2 separate regions of the Mus musculus genome follow, and region 2 is linked to region 1. A link is a contact called in public promoter capture Hi-C data. All regions are on one chromosome and are shown on one strand. Each heading gives the region's core, a stretch centred on a gene start, on an enhancer-like site or on the middle of the called end of the contact. The rest is flanking DNA. Distances are from core to core; before and after follow the strand shown.

What was found. Promoter capture Hi-C pulls out the DNA fragments that hold promoters and counts their contacts.
Region 2: a promoter capture Hi-C map of macrophages shows a contact between it and region 1, with 6 read pairs. The contact joins the enhancer-like site here to the promoter of Olfr266 in region 1. A contact is called at or near these places in 3 of 39 promoter capture datasets (the C10 cell line, macrophages and second pharyngeal arch cranial neural crest), 2 of 484 Hi-C or Micro-C datasets (B cells and olfactory sensory neurons), 3 of 115 datasets of contacts at active chromatin or transcription factors (CD8 T cells, effector CD8 T cells and thymic regulatory T cells) and 3 of 9 other capture datasets (adipose tissue, liver and pancreatic islet).

What each region holds. Positions count from the first base shown.
Region 1 is chr3:106,819,935-106,826,060 of GRCm38.p6, reverse strand. It overlaps Olfr266 (olfactory receptor 266), which reads left to right and starts at 3,504. Exons shown (of 1, transcript NM_146489.1): 1 at 3,504-4,454. The coding sequence starts at 3,504. The coding sequence ends at 4,454.
Region 2 is chr3:106,756,576-106,762,701 of GRCm38.p6, reverse strand. Cd53 (CD53 antigen) reads left to right here. Exons shown (of 8, transcript NM_007651.3): 7 at 526-609; 8 at 1,827-3,841. The coding sequence ends at 1,898. Among named protein-coding and RNA genes, the nearest start is that of Cd53, 31 kb to the left of the region's middle. Within about 2 kb of position 3,726, at least 5 of the 459 cell types and tissues checked have an H3K27ac peak or open chromatin away from gene starts, as enhancers often do. A contact at or near this core is called in macrophages, where this site is marked.

The DNA of each region.
Region 1 (6,126 bases), core at 2,255-4,754:
GAGTTCAGTGTTTTACTGTGAGATCCATTTTTGAATGAATCGATTGAGTGGCCATTGATGATATGTATCCCTTGCCTTCAGTTCAGAGAATGGGTTCCATATAGAAGATCCCTAAATTCACCTCACATCTGCCTTTGTTTTGTTTTCAATCTTGCAAATGAAAGTGACAAAACGTGCAATTTACAAAGTATTTGTGTTTTAACTTTGGTTGTGACAAGCCCTTTCTTTTCCTCACAAATTTGTGTATGAATCCATCCTGGAGAAATGGAATATTTTATGTTAGAACAATAACAAAGTCAAGTTTCAAAAGAATGTTAGAAACCTTCAATCTAAGCCAGACATGATGGTGCATATCTATAATTCCAGCACATAAGAACTTCAGCAGGGGGACAAAGTTCCAGGTCAGTTTGAGCTGTGTAGTGGGCACCTGTCACATAAAAAGAACAATGTAAATAATTTCTGATTGAATTGCTTTCTTTTAATTGTCTTTAAAGCTGTTCTTGTTGACCATCTCTAGTTAATGGAAGCAGATGTGTTCCACAAGGTGTCCACCATCTATCTAATGACAAGATTGCCTATTCTGGACAGAACTGAGAGGAAAGGAGGTAGTGCAGGGGAAGTCTTTTTTAGGAGAGATAAGGGAAGCAGGGAGAGAAATATATGGAAGGAAGAGAGAGGAGAGAAAATATATGGAAGGGAAGGTGGGGGATATACTATCACTTAGGAACACATTCTCTGGGCTCAATCATCTACCACCATCTTGCACTCCCCACTGAATAACTTGTTAGACTCTTGAGGTCCTAGAATGAAAAGTGTATGTGAACAGTTTATGTAAAAGCCTATACCTCTGGCTTTTTCAACAAAGCCCTTTCAAAGTTTCCTCAGTTTAGCTGAGGAGATTGTGATTGCAAGTTAGGGTAGGGAGGTCAGGTCATCTACCTTTGTTACCCTTGAAACCTCATCCACACAGAATGGGAGGAAATATATAGTTGTTCTTTCCTTAAAGTTTTCAAGCTTTCTCAAATACATTTGTGGTTGAGCGAAGGATTTGAACCTAGCCCATTTAGTTTTAGAGCCTGTGTTCTTAATTTGGCTCCATTGTGTTCTATTTATTCTGACTAAACTTTCTATTCATTTCAGGATTCTCTGTGCTATATCCAGGGTATGAAGCAACCCTGAGTAAGTGGGGCAATCACTTGGTAGAGGGGAAAGAGTAAGTTTCTGAGCAACTGCTCCAACATGCTTCTGAAAGTTTTTAAGATAATAGATTACTCCGATTTTTAAAATGATGATAAAGAAAGAATATAAAAGTAAATAAAAAACAGGTCCAGGAGACACTATAGAATATTTAAAGAGAATGATGCTTTTTATGGAATTATACTCAAAATTATACTCAAAAAAGGGCTTCCTCCCTCTCCACAATTTTTAAAATTGTGTGGAAATTTGCCCTGTGGAACTATTTTTATTTTTACCTTTGTCTGATGATGTAGACAGCTTTTTTAGCTACACTCCCAGATAGTCAGTGTTGTTAGCAGCTGGAAGTCCACAATAGGTTTAAATCTCATCACTGTCTCATTTTGCCTGATATGCATGGATAGATAAACAAGATCACTGTGTTCCCATATAAAGTGTAACTACCTGTAAAGTACTTGCAGTTGCGATGAGTTACGGTGATGGTTTTATGAGTCCTAGATTTTCAGCACTTGGAAGATTAGCTGGGGCAGGCATATCATTATTATCAGCAGCAGTATTCAGGAGTCTAGTTGTACAGTGTCACAATTGAACTTTTTTCTAAGATCTCAAATCATAGGTTTGTTTTGCAGCAGGTAGAGAGAAGTAACTTCTTCACAGCTTCCCTATATGAGCTCAGAGAATGAATCCTCAATGATCTCAGAGTCTGAGTCATTAGATATTAGGCATCCCGTGATTGTTAGAACTCATAGAGATTGCAGGTTAGTTCTATAAAACCCTCAGTAAGTTAGAATTCATATCCCATAGGATGGTCTCTAGTTTTCTACAGCAGTGTAAAAATAGGATCAGCATATTAACAAAAGGCTGTAGGTGTGACACAGGGCAAGAAAGATCAATTTTTAACACCATATTTCATGACCACTCATGGTTCAGGGCAATGCAAGAGAGATTTATATTTGCTATCAGTGGTCCTTCTAAGCAGAGTATTCTGTAGTAAACTTAAATATTACCAAAAAACCCAGCATAGTCAATGGTTTTCCAATATTTTATTTGTATGATTTTTACATTTTTTACATTCTTCTTCAAACTTTTATTTCATTTACAATGAAAAAAGCTGAGACTTGAGAAAGCTAGACCAAATATAAAGTCAGACCCGTGAAGCAGAATCCCTGGCTTTACTTAAGGCTTTTTGAGTTCTCATGGTAACAAGCCCTTTGTTACACCCACATGGTGCTTTATGTGCCTATACATAGATTTTTCTCACCTTACCTTCCTCAACCATATATTTTCTCCATAATTGCCATAAGAAGTTTCATACAGGATTCAGACCTTGAAATTAGTACAGTGGGTTCATCCTTAGAACCATTGCAGGAGTTGGGAGTGCTTCTCTGTTTACTTAGTGCTTTGTTGTTGGTGAGTGGCTTTCATCAAAGTGCAACTGAAGAGGAGAGCTAGGATTCCTTAACTCACCCAACAGTCCCCAAATTACACATATCATACACATAGTTGGTTACACTCTCTGGTACTGGATAGAACATGAGCAGAGTAGTTTGTTTTGTACTTTATCAACTCCTTGTGCTGTTATATCCAAAATGGGTATAACTTATTAAAGCCTTAGATAAAAATCTTTTAATTTGCCTTTATAATATCTGTTTAAAATTGTGAGATGATGTACTTGTTCCTGGTTATGCCTTCACAACCTGTAACCTTGGAATCAGAGAATCTCAAACTTCCTATTTAAATTCTTTAAAATGCCATGAAAACAATTCAGAAATGACCCACACCACACAAAACTCATGGAGAGGAAAATAAAATTTATATGAAAAGAGATTTCTTTAAATGTCTTAAATGACAGTTACTGTCACTGTTTAAAATAGAAGGGACTCTGTCTTGCATCCTTGTCTCACCTTGTTCTCTTTGTCATTTCACAAACATCCTCCTAGTTTTCTCTGTTGCACTTCCCTTTAGATTTTCCTTCCTGTCTAAAACTCACAAGATTACTAGAATACACTCAGGAAGAATGTGCAATATGCAGTTCTCTCTCCATCTTTATATTCCTCTAGCTCATATGTTTCTGCTCCTGATGAAGTGATGATACCAAGTAAGGGAAAAGGAAAGAATAAAGCTGCAAGTTCTTATTTTAAATTATCTTCGTTCATGTGATTTAAAGAAGTCCTCTTCTCTTCTTCACTCATAGAGCAGAGAGTAGAGAGAGCATAGAATAAAAACCATTCTGTTCACATTCTTGCATAAAGTAGAAACAGCTATATTATGTATGCTTTTATAATCGTGTCCTTCACAGAAACCAAAGTATGATGACCTTATCCTGGGAAAATCAAACGGTGATAGTGGAGTTTGTTCTTCGAGGATTCTCTTCCATCTTACAGCTGAATATTTCCCTCTTTATAATGTTTTGCATCTTCTACATCCTAACCATTTCTGGAAACATCCTTATTGTTTTTCTAGTGCTGTGCAACCATGCTCTTCACACTCCCATGTACTTCTTCCTAGTGAACCTGTCCTTTCTGGAGGTCTGCTACACCTCTAACATTGTCCCCAAGATGTTGCTGATTATTATAGCTGACCAGAAGACTATCTCAGTGGTTGGTTGCTTGGCACAATTCTACTTCTTTGGATCCCTTGCTGCAACAGAGTGCCTCTTGCTTGCTGTGATGTCCTATGACCGCTACCTAGCTATCTGCCAGCCTCTCCGATACCCCATCCTCATGACTGGTTCTCTCTGCTTTAGGTTGGCTATTGGGTCTTGGTTCTGCTGCTTCTTCCTCACAGCCATCACCATGGTCCTGCTGTGTAGACAAAACTTCTGTGGCCCTAATGAAATTGATCACTTCTTTTGTGACTTTGCCCCTTTGATCCATCTCTCCTGCATGGATACTTCACTGATTGAGACCGTTGCCTTTGCCACCTCTTCTGCAGTCACTCTGGTCCCATTTTTCCTTATCACAATATCCTACTCTTGCATCCTCATTGCCATCCTAAGAATCCCATCTGGCACAGGCAGGAAAAAGGCTTTCTCCACCTGTTCTTCCCATCTCACTGTTGTCACAGTATTTTATGGAACACTGATTGCCACCTATCTTGTGCCCTCAGCCAACTCTTCCCAATATTTACGCAAAGGTTTCTCTCTGCTTTATACTATCCTGACACCTATGTTTAACCCCATTATCTATAGCCTGAGAAACAGAGACATTCATGAAGCTTTGAAGAAATGCTTGAGTAAGAAGTCAGACTTTCTCATATGACATGAAAAAGAAAAGTACTATATGGCAGCTGCCTCTGATGGCTGTCGATGCTTCTGAGTTCTGACAGTTTGGGGGCTAGTATTCCATGCCATGGTCTAAGTAGGTCAAATCCTGTCCTGCATCCCCCCAAAATCATAGAACCTTATAAAAATAAAAGCCCATAATCAAGATGGAGTGATATGATTTTGACTAATTTCTTTGAATACTTATCGAAGGTCTAATATGCTCAAGGTACTCTGCTAGACATAAGAGATGAAAACATGAAAAAAATCATAGAGAAATTCCTTACTATCATCAAACTCACTGTCTAGTAAGAAGAAAATCATTAACCAAGTACTCAGTATAAAATTGTGAATATAAATACAAAATTATATTGATAAGATGGCCAATTCACATCTAGTAGAAGGGCCAAAAATCTAGAACATAGACAGCACCAAATACTGGTAAGAATGTGGCGAAACCTCTAATTTCTAGTAGACATTCAACATTCTCAGTCACTTTAAAAGATAGTTTTGTAGTTTCTTACAACACTGAACATATTTTTTCATTATTATTGAGCAATTATACCCTATGTTCTTTTCTCAAATTCAATAAAAGCTTATTTTCATAAAAGAAAACTGTACACAGATTTTTATAGCTGCTTTATTTATAGTTTCTCTAAATTGAATGCATCTTATATATCCTTCAGCCTATGAATAGATATGTCTAGAAAACAGAAAGTTATTTAGTGCTATAAAAAGAGCTAAGTCACCAAAGGATGGAAAGATACAGAGAGCTATCAAAGGAATACCACTAATGCTGCTGAAAAAGCCACAATCTCTGTGTTTCCAAGAATACAATATTCTTGAAAAGAGAAAGTGATGGAGACAGTAACAGGTGAAGTAGTTGCCAAACATTAGGGGGAAGAAGCATGAATTAGTAGAGTATAAAACAATTACAGGAGAGTGAACCTACTATGTGAATATGTGTCATTACACATTTGTTGAAAGTCAAAGAATGTACAGTATCTACAGTAAACCACAATTGGTTATTGGGTGATTGTGATGTCTCATTGGTTTAACAATTTGACCCCCTGGGTATGGAATTTGGTTATTGAGAAGACTGGGTGTGTAGGAACAGAGAATACGTTGGAATTTTTACTTTCTGTTTTGTGCTGAACCTAAAATCTCCATTAAATGAATTTATTTAAGATATTATTTGCATATCAGGGGTATAGAGCTTCTGTGTCTTTTTCTGGAATATATTTGACCTATGAAAACATCTTATAATCAGCATAAAGGAAATGTACATTTATACAGTAGAGTATTACTCAACTGTTAAAAAATAATGAAATTTGCAGGCAAATGGATGGAATATAAAAGAAATCATCCTGAGTGAGATAACCTAGACCTAGAATGATAAACATGGGATGTATTTGCTTATATGTGGATATTAGTTGTTAAGTAAATGATAACCAAGATACAATCGGTAGACTAGAGAGGTTAGGTTAAAAAGGAAGATCATAGGGGTGGGCACATGGATCTTCCTGGGAGTGGGAAATATAATAGAGTTTACTTGCAGACAGGGGGTGAGTGGATAGGAACAGAGAGTGTGAATCAGGTAGAAGGGAAGGTGGGGTAGGGGGGAGGAAGCGTGGGGAGAGAAGGCTGGAATTGTGGGCATCTGGGTGGTG
Region 2 (6,126 bases), core at 2,477-4,976, 64 kb after region 1:
CAGTCATCTTCAAGTAAACCAAGTAAACTTAGTAAACTAAGATCTTGTCTTGATCCCATGTTGCCTTTTCCTGAGTTTGGAAATCTACAGAGGTGTTTAGGTCCACTGGGTTGGAGTAGTGTTGGTAGGGGCTGGGGTAACATGGCAACTAACAGTCAACAAGTCTGAAATTTTATAGGGTTTTGATACTGGTTATTGAAGCTATATTGAGATGTATCTTGATCCAAAGATAACAAAACCTATAATTTCATATATTAATCTAAGATAATCACTGAGTGTTCAAATGATGTAGTAAGAAGATGTGCTCTGACTTATATCTGAGGGCTAGTTTAACTTAGTTAGGAGGTAAGAGTTCTGTGTTAGGTACAAGTATATTGATAATATCTGGAGAAATGTCACTGACTTAATGTTCTCTACTTTATGTCTGTTTCTTCAAACAAGCAGGCAAATAAAAACATAACATCTGCATCTTGATAAAGTTGACATGTTGAATGGTATCATTAATGCCTATAATTCCCCCCCCAGGGTTGCTATAATAAGGCAAAATCGTGGTTTCACTCCAATTTCTTGTATATTGGAATCATTACCATCTGTGTATGTGTGATACAGGTAAGAGCTTAATCCCAGGAGCCCTATAAGGATTAACTGAGTTAAATCACAAAACCTTAGAGAAGTACTAGGGAAGCAGAATGGGGCAGTAAATATTATATTATTGATGAGTTACTCTAGCCAAGGAACAAATGATTATGTTATCAATTCAATTTAATGCATCCAGAAAATTTGTTACAGGAATTGTGTATGTATGTATGTATGTATGTATGTATGTATGTATGCACATATATCAAGTCAAGCAGCACAGTCATCTATTGAATGGAACACAGGGTCCCCAGTGAAGGAGCTAGAGAAAGTACCCAAGGAGCTAAAGGGGTCTGCAACCCTAGAGGAGGAACAATAATATGAACTAACCAGTACTCACCTGAGCTTGTGTCTCTAGTTGCATATGTAGCAGAGGATGGCCTGGTCAGCCATCAATGGGAGGAGAGGCCCCTTGGTCTTGTGAAGATTATATGCCCCAGTACAGGGGGATGCCAGGGCCAGAAAGTGAGAGTGGGTGGGTTGGGGAGCAGGGCATGGGGAGGGTATAGGAGACTTTCGGAGAGGAAACTAGGAAAGGGGATAGCATTTGAAATGTAAAGGAAGAAAATATCTAATAAGTAAAAAAAAAAATCAACAAGCAGAATCCCACTTTAGTCACTAACTTAGCTGGTCTGGAAGTGATTAAGATAAAATATCTCACTTAAAAACCTGGCCTTCTATGTTAAGAAGGAAGTGATGATGGAAATTTGAATTACTTTTCCTTTGTGCTTGTACCTGGTTTGACTAGTGAAAGGTGAGTTTTGTCTTGTTTTGATATGTGATATTCATAACACTTTTCTACCCAATATTGGGCATATTCTAAATTACTTAAGATTTAGTCAAGAAATAAAAGGAAGATGAAATAAAGGAAACATAAGGCTTTGGCAGAGTTGACTTATTTTTCTTGTACTGTTCCCTGAGGGTAACTTGAATATATAGCTTAGTTTCTGACTTCTTAAAAGATAAAAAATGTTTTCAAGAGTGACTTTTCTATAATACTACAATTGTCCCCATTTTGTCTCTAATGTTATTCTTAAACTTAAAAAGAGTAATTATGTAGTTGGGAGTGGTGTTTGGAGAGTGTTCACAGTGTGATGGAAATCTTGTTTTTCTGTGTTAGCAAACTCCAGAACTGTGGGAGAAATGTTTTCTCTGATGAAGACCTCATATTTTCTCAATTCTCTTCTCAGGTGCTGGGAATGTCCTTTGCACTGACACTCAACTGCCAGATTGACAAAACAAGCCAGGCTTTAGGGCTGTGACTTGCAACTTCCCCCTGCTTAAGTGACTTATTCCTCTCTAGAAAGTCAAAGCATCCATTCCATGAGAACTTAAACAATTACCTGCCTGACTGGCATTTTGGCTTCTTCTTATTCCATCTTTGACTGGATCTCTGTCTTATACACATCCACTGAAGAGAATATTTGTCATGGACTTCCCATATCAAGCAGAAGACAAACATTAACCAACTGATAGCAGTAACCATATCCCTTAAAGATGGTGAAACATACCTGGGTGTTTTTGGTTTTTTTTTTTTTTTTACATACTTGGGTATTTTTTTTAAAGAGACACTGTAGCACTGGTGGCTTGAGATCCACTGCCAGCTGCTGGTGTGGTTATTTCTCAGAGTACTAGCCTAGCAAATGTGAGCCCTTGAGTTTAGCCCCAAATACTACAAAAAAGAGGTCCAAGTTTAAATGTTAGTCTCCTAACAACTGTCAAATCAATTTCTAGCCTCTAAATCTTGCTACTTCCACTCTACAAAGTCACATAAGAGAGAAGCTGATGGAAATTTTTGAGTCCCATTCATTAGATAATTGACATACTCAGTTTCCTTTTGAACACAGTCCTTGGTAATAGGAATCATACAGAAATCTTTTATTTCTGGAAAATATTCCAATTTCTTTGTCTTATTGATTTTGTTCCATCCATCCATCCAGAAAAGATTATTCCCATCCTATTGTTAGTCAGTCTGGTAGCCTTGAATTACATTGCCATAAAACAACCCAGAAGTATTAATATCTCCAGTGTGTTAGCTGATAATCACATCCATGTCTATGTTTTATTTCTCTATTAAATAAGGTTCTGTTAATGTACCATTTTAACCTGTTAATAAACAAAAGTTTATAATCACTATCCATCAAACATTTGACTCATTCTGATATTTCTGTTACAAGCCAAATATATGTTATATTTCTGTATAACAAATTAGTTCAAAATGTAGTGGCTAAGAACCTATATATTTGTTTTATAAATTGACTGATTTAAAGACAGCATTTTGCTATGTAGCCCAGGCTGTCTTGGAACTTACTATATGACCAAAGATGGCACCAAACTCATGATTACCCTGCTTTTAACTTCTGAATATTAGAATTACAGTTAAGTGCTACTAAGTCAGAACAAACATTTATTGTCTGATGGCTTTATGTAATCAGGAGTGTGGAAGTAGCTTAGAAAAATGATTATAGATAGTTGTTTCTTGCATATAGTGATTAAGTGGTCAGCCATATCTTCCATCATCTCATGTCTCATTGGAAAATTAATCCATTGTCATGTTCTCATATAGTTGTAATGAACCTCATATAATGGCCACACATAAGTTTATATGGGTAGTTTCGTGAATAATGAGACAGGTAAGACATAAAATGATAGGTAGCATCCAAGACAAAAGTCATAGCACTTTTATAACTTAACCCAGAAATGATGGCATCAGTTATTCTGGGTCAAAAGTTCAATTTCCACCCAGGGCAAAATTACACAACAGGCATATGACTTCTAGGAAGTTGAGATCATTGATGGCCACATGAGAGATTGCTAACCATCTCATGCTTACTATGTCAAAAAATATGGTGTACTTGTCTATATTATGTATATACATAACTATATTCTATAAAGTAAAAAATTAGAACACATATAATGCCTAATTTATAGAACTCACAAGAATAGAAAATAATTGGTTTTTGTTTTAGAAATGTTCTGTAGAATTCTCTGACTTGCTTTAAGGAAAACTGGTTATTTTCGTGGTGCTCTATAGGGAAAATATCTATTGCATTTTCTGAGTCATATAAAGAGTCATGTATTCCTCTTTGTTCAGACTAACACTTAGTGGTGACATTACCAGTAAGTTTTCCTGCCTAATGCCTGAGCTTTGTTCTTAGCTCTACTTTGTTCTTCACTCCCAATAAAATGTTATGGAGTTCTAAGGATTTACCTATCAAGTATTACTAAATCTATCTATCTCATCATCTTAGTCCTTGAAGTCTTTCAATAGCCCATTGTATTAGTCAGGGTTCTCCAGAGTCACAGAACTAATGGAATGTCTCTTTATATTGAGGGAATTTATTATGATGACTTACAGTCTTTAGTCCAACTAACCCAACAATGGTCAGCTGTGAATGGGAGGTTCAAGAATCTAGTAGTTGCTCAGTCCCAAGAGATTAGTTGTTTCAGCTGGTCTTCTGTAGAAGTAGGTTCCAGCAGATGTGCTGGCAAGTAAGTACAAGCAGTCAAAGAATAGAGTGAATCTTCCTTCTTCCAATGTCCTTTTGTAGGTGTGGCCCTGATTAAAGATGTACATCTAGATCTGGGATTTGCTTTGTCCCAGGTTGACCTTGAACTCAGAGATCTTGGCTCAGTCTCCCAGGATTAAGGGCATATACTACCTTTCCTGGGCCTAAACTTTTCCTAGCCACTATGCCTCATGATCTGGATCACAGGGTAAGTGAGCCCTCCAATTTTGGATTGTAGTTCATTCCAGATATAGTTAAGTTGACAACCAGGAATGGCTATTACACCCATTATCTATGGTGTTAATTGTCAGAAAGGGCCCTATCTGAACTATTTCTTTCATAGAAGCTCAAATTATATGTTTAAAGCATAAATTTCATCCTACACTTTTAAATACATGAAGCTCTTCATTGGCTTATGTTTTAAAAATAAAATTCAGATACTTTATCTGTCACATCCTACAGAAAATATCCCATTGTTAACCCCAGAGCCTACCTATTGACATTTTGTGATTTCATGACAACTGATGTTTATTAAGTTTTATTAGATTTATTAGACCTTGTATATATTTGTTTCATTTTCTAACAGTTCCCTTTGTTTGAAAAACTCCTAAGTTTCCCTTCCTATAAATAATTCCCTCATCTCTCAAAGTTGACAATTACTAAGTGTTTCCAAGTATGAGCTACCATCTCCATAGCTTTTATTTGAGTGAGAGATAAACTTTGCTTTTTCTGACAGAATTTAATTCAGAGCCTCCTGCATGCTAACTCAATGTTCTGCCACTGTGCTAGTGTCCCAAACTAGCTGAACTTTTGAATCACTTTAAAGCGGGACACAGCATAATACACACATTTTCAATTAAGTTTTGACACAATGTACGTATTCAACATGTTCTAAAAAAAGTTCACAGTTTTTAAATCTATTAGTCCTATCTTGGTAGATCTTATCACCTTTTCTTAAGATACATACTTACTGTGTAGTCCAGACTAGCCTTGAGCTCAGTTTGTAGTCCAGGCTGACCTTGAACTCAGAATGTAATCTAGGTTGACCTTGAACTCAGTAATTCAGGCTGGCTCATAATTTAGCAGTGATGCTCCTACTCTAGCCTCACAAGTGCAGGAATTACAGTCATATGCCATCATTACTGACACATTATCACGTTTTAATTACTTATGTTTGTCTTTATTAATCATTATCTTGATCAAATTAGGAAACAAGATAAAAATACAAATTAACAATAAACACAATTTAGAGCAGGTTCAGTGGATTATCAGGAACTGTCAAGAGAAAATAATTAGTCCTCATAGAAGAGAGAAAATAGCTTTTTGTTTATGAATTAAGATTTAGACTTCAAAAGAGGAGAAAAGTGAAGGTACGGGAGAGAAGGTTAAGGAGAGGTTTGGAGGTGATATGTTCAACCAAAATTTATTCCAACTTTTCACAGACTCTTTCAAGGAACATTACAATAGAACATACTTTTACTCAATTATGAGGCAAATACAACTCTGATATCAAAATGGCCAATTTCACTCATAAGCATAGGCACAAAAATTATTCAAAAAATGGGAAAAATGTAGTAGTAAGTAAAGTGACTAAAATGAATGAATTTATCTTAGAAATGCATATCAGTATTAAAATCAATAAATTAAATATATTAAGCAATTAAAGTGACCAGGCACTGTGGTCCATTACTATAATCCCACCACTCAGTAGTTAGAGGCAGAGACTCATTGTATATAGTGAGCTCCAGGTTAGCCTGAGTTACATAGCAAGTCTGTCTAAAAACACAAAACAAAACAAAACAAAACAAAACAAAACACCAAAAAAATAATTAAAGAGAAGAATAATGTTGTAATGATTTAAAAGGAAAGTTAGTAAAAAATCCAATGTGCTTTTTCTTTTTTATATATATTTTTAACTAAGTATTGGTTTTTCTTTTAGTAAGAAATTATAAAGTCAGATAGTTTTCTACTCCTAGTTGTT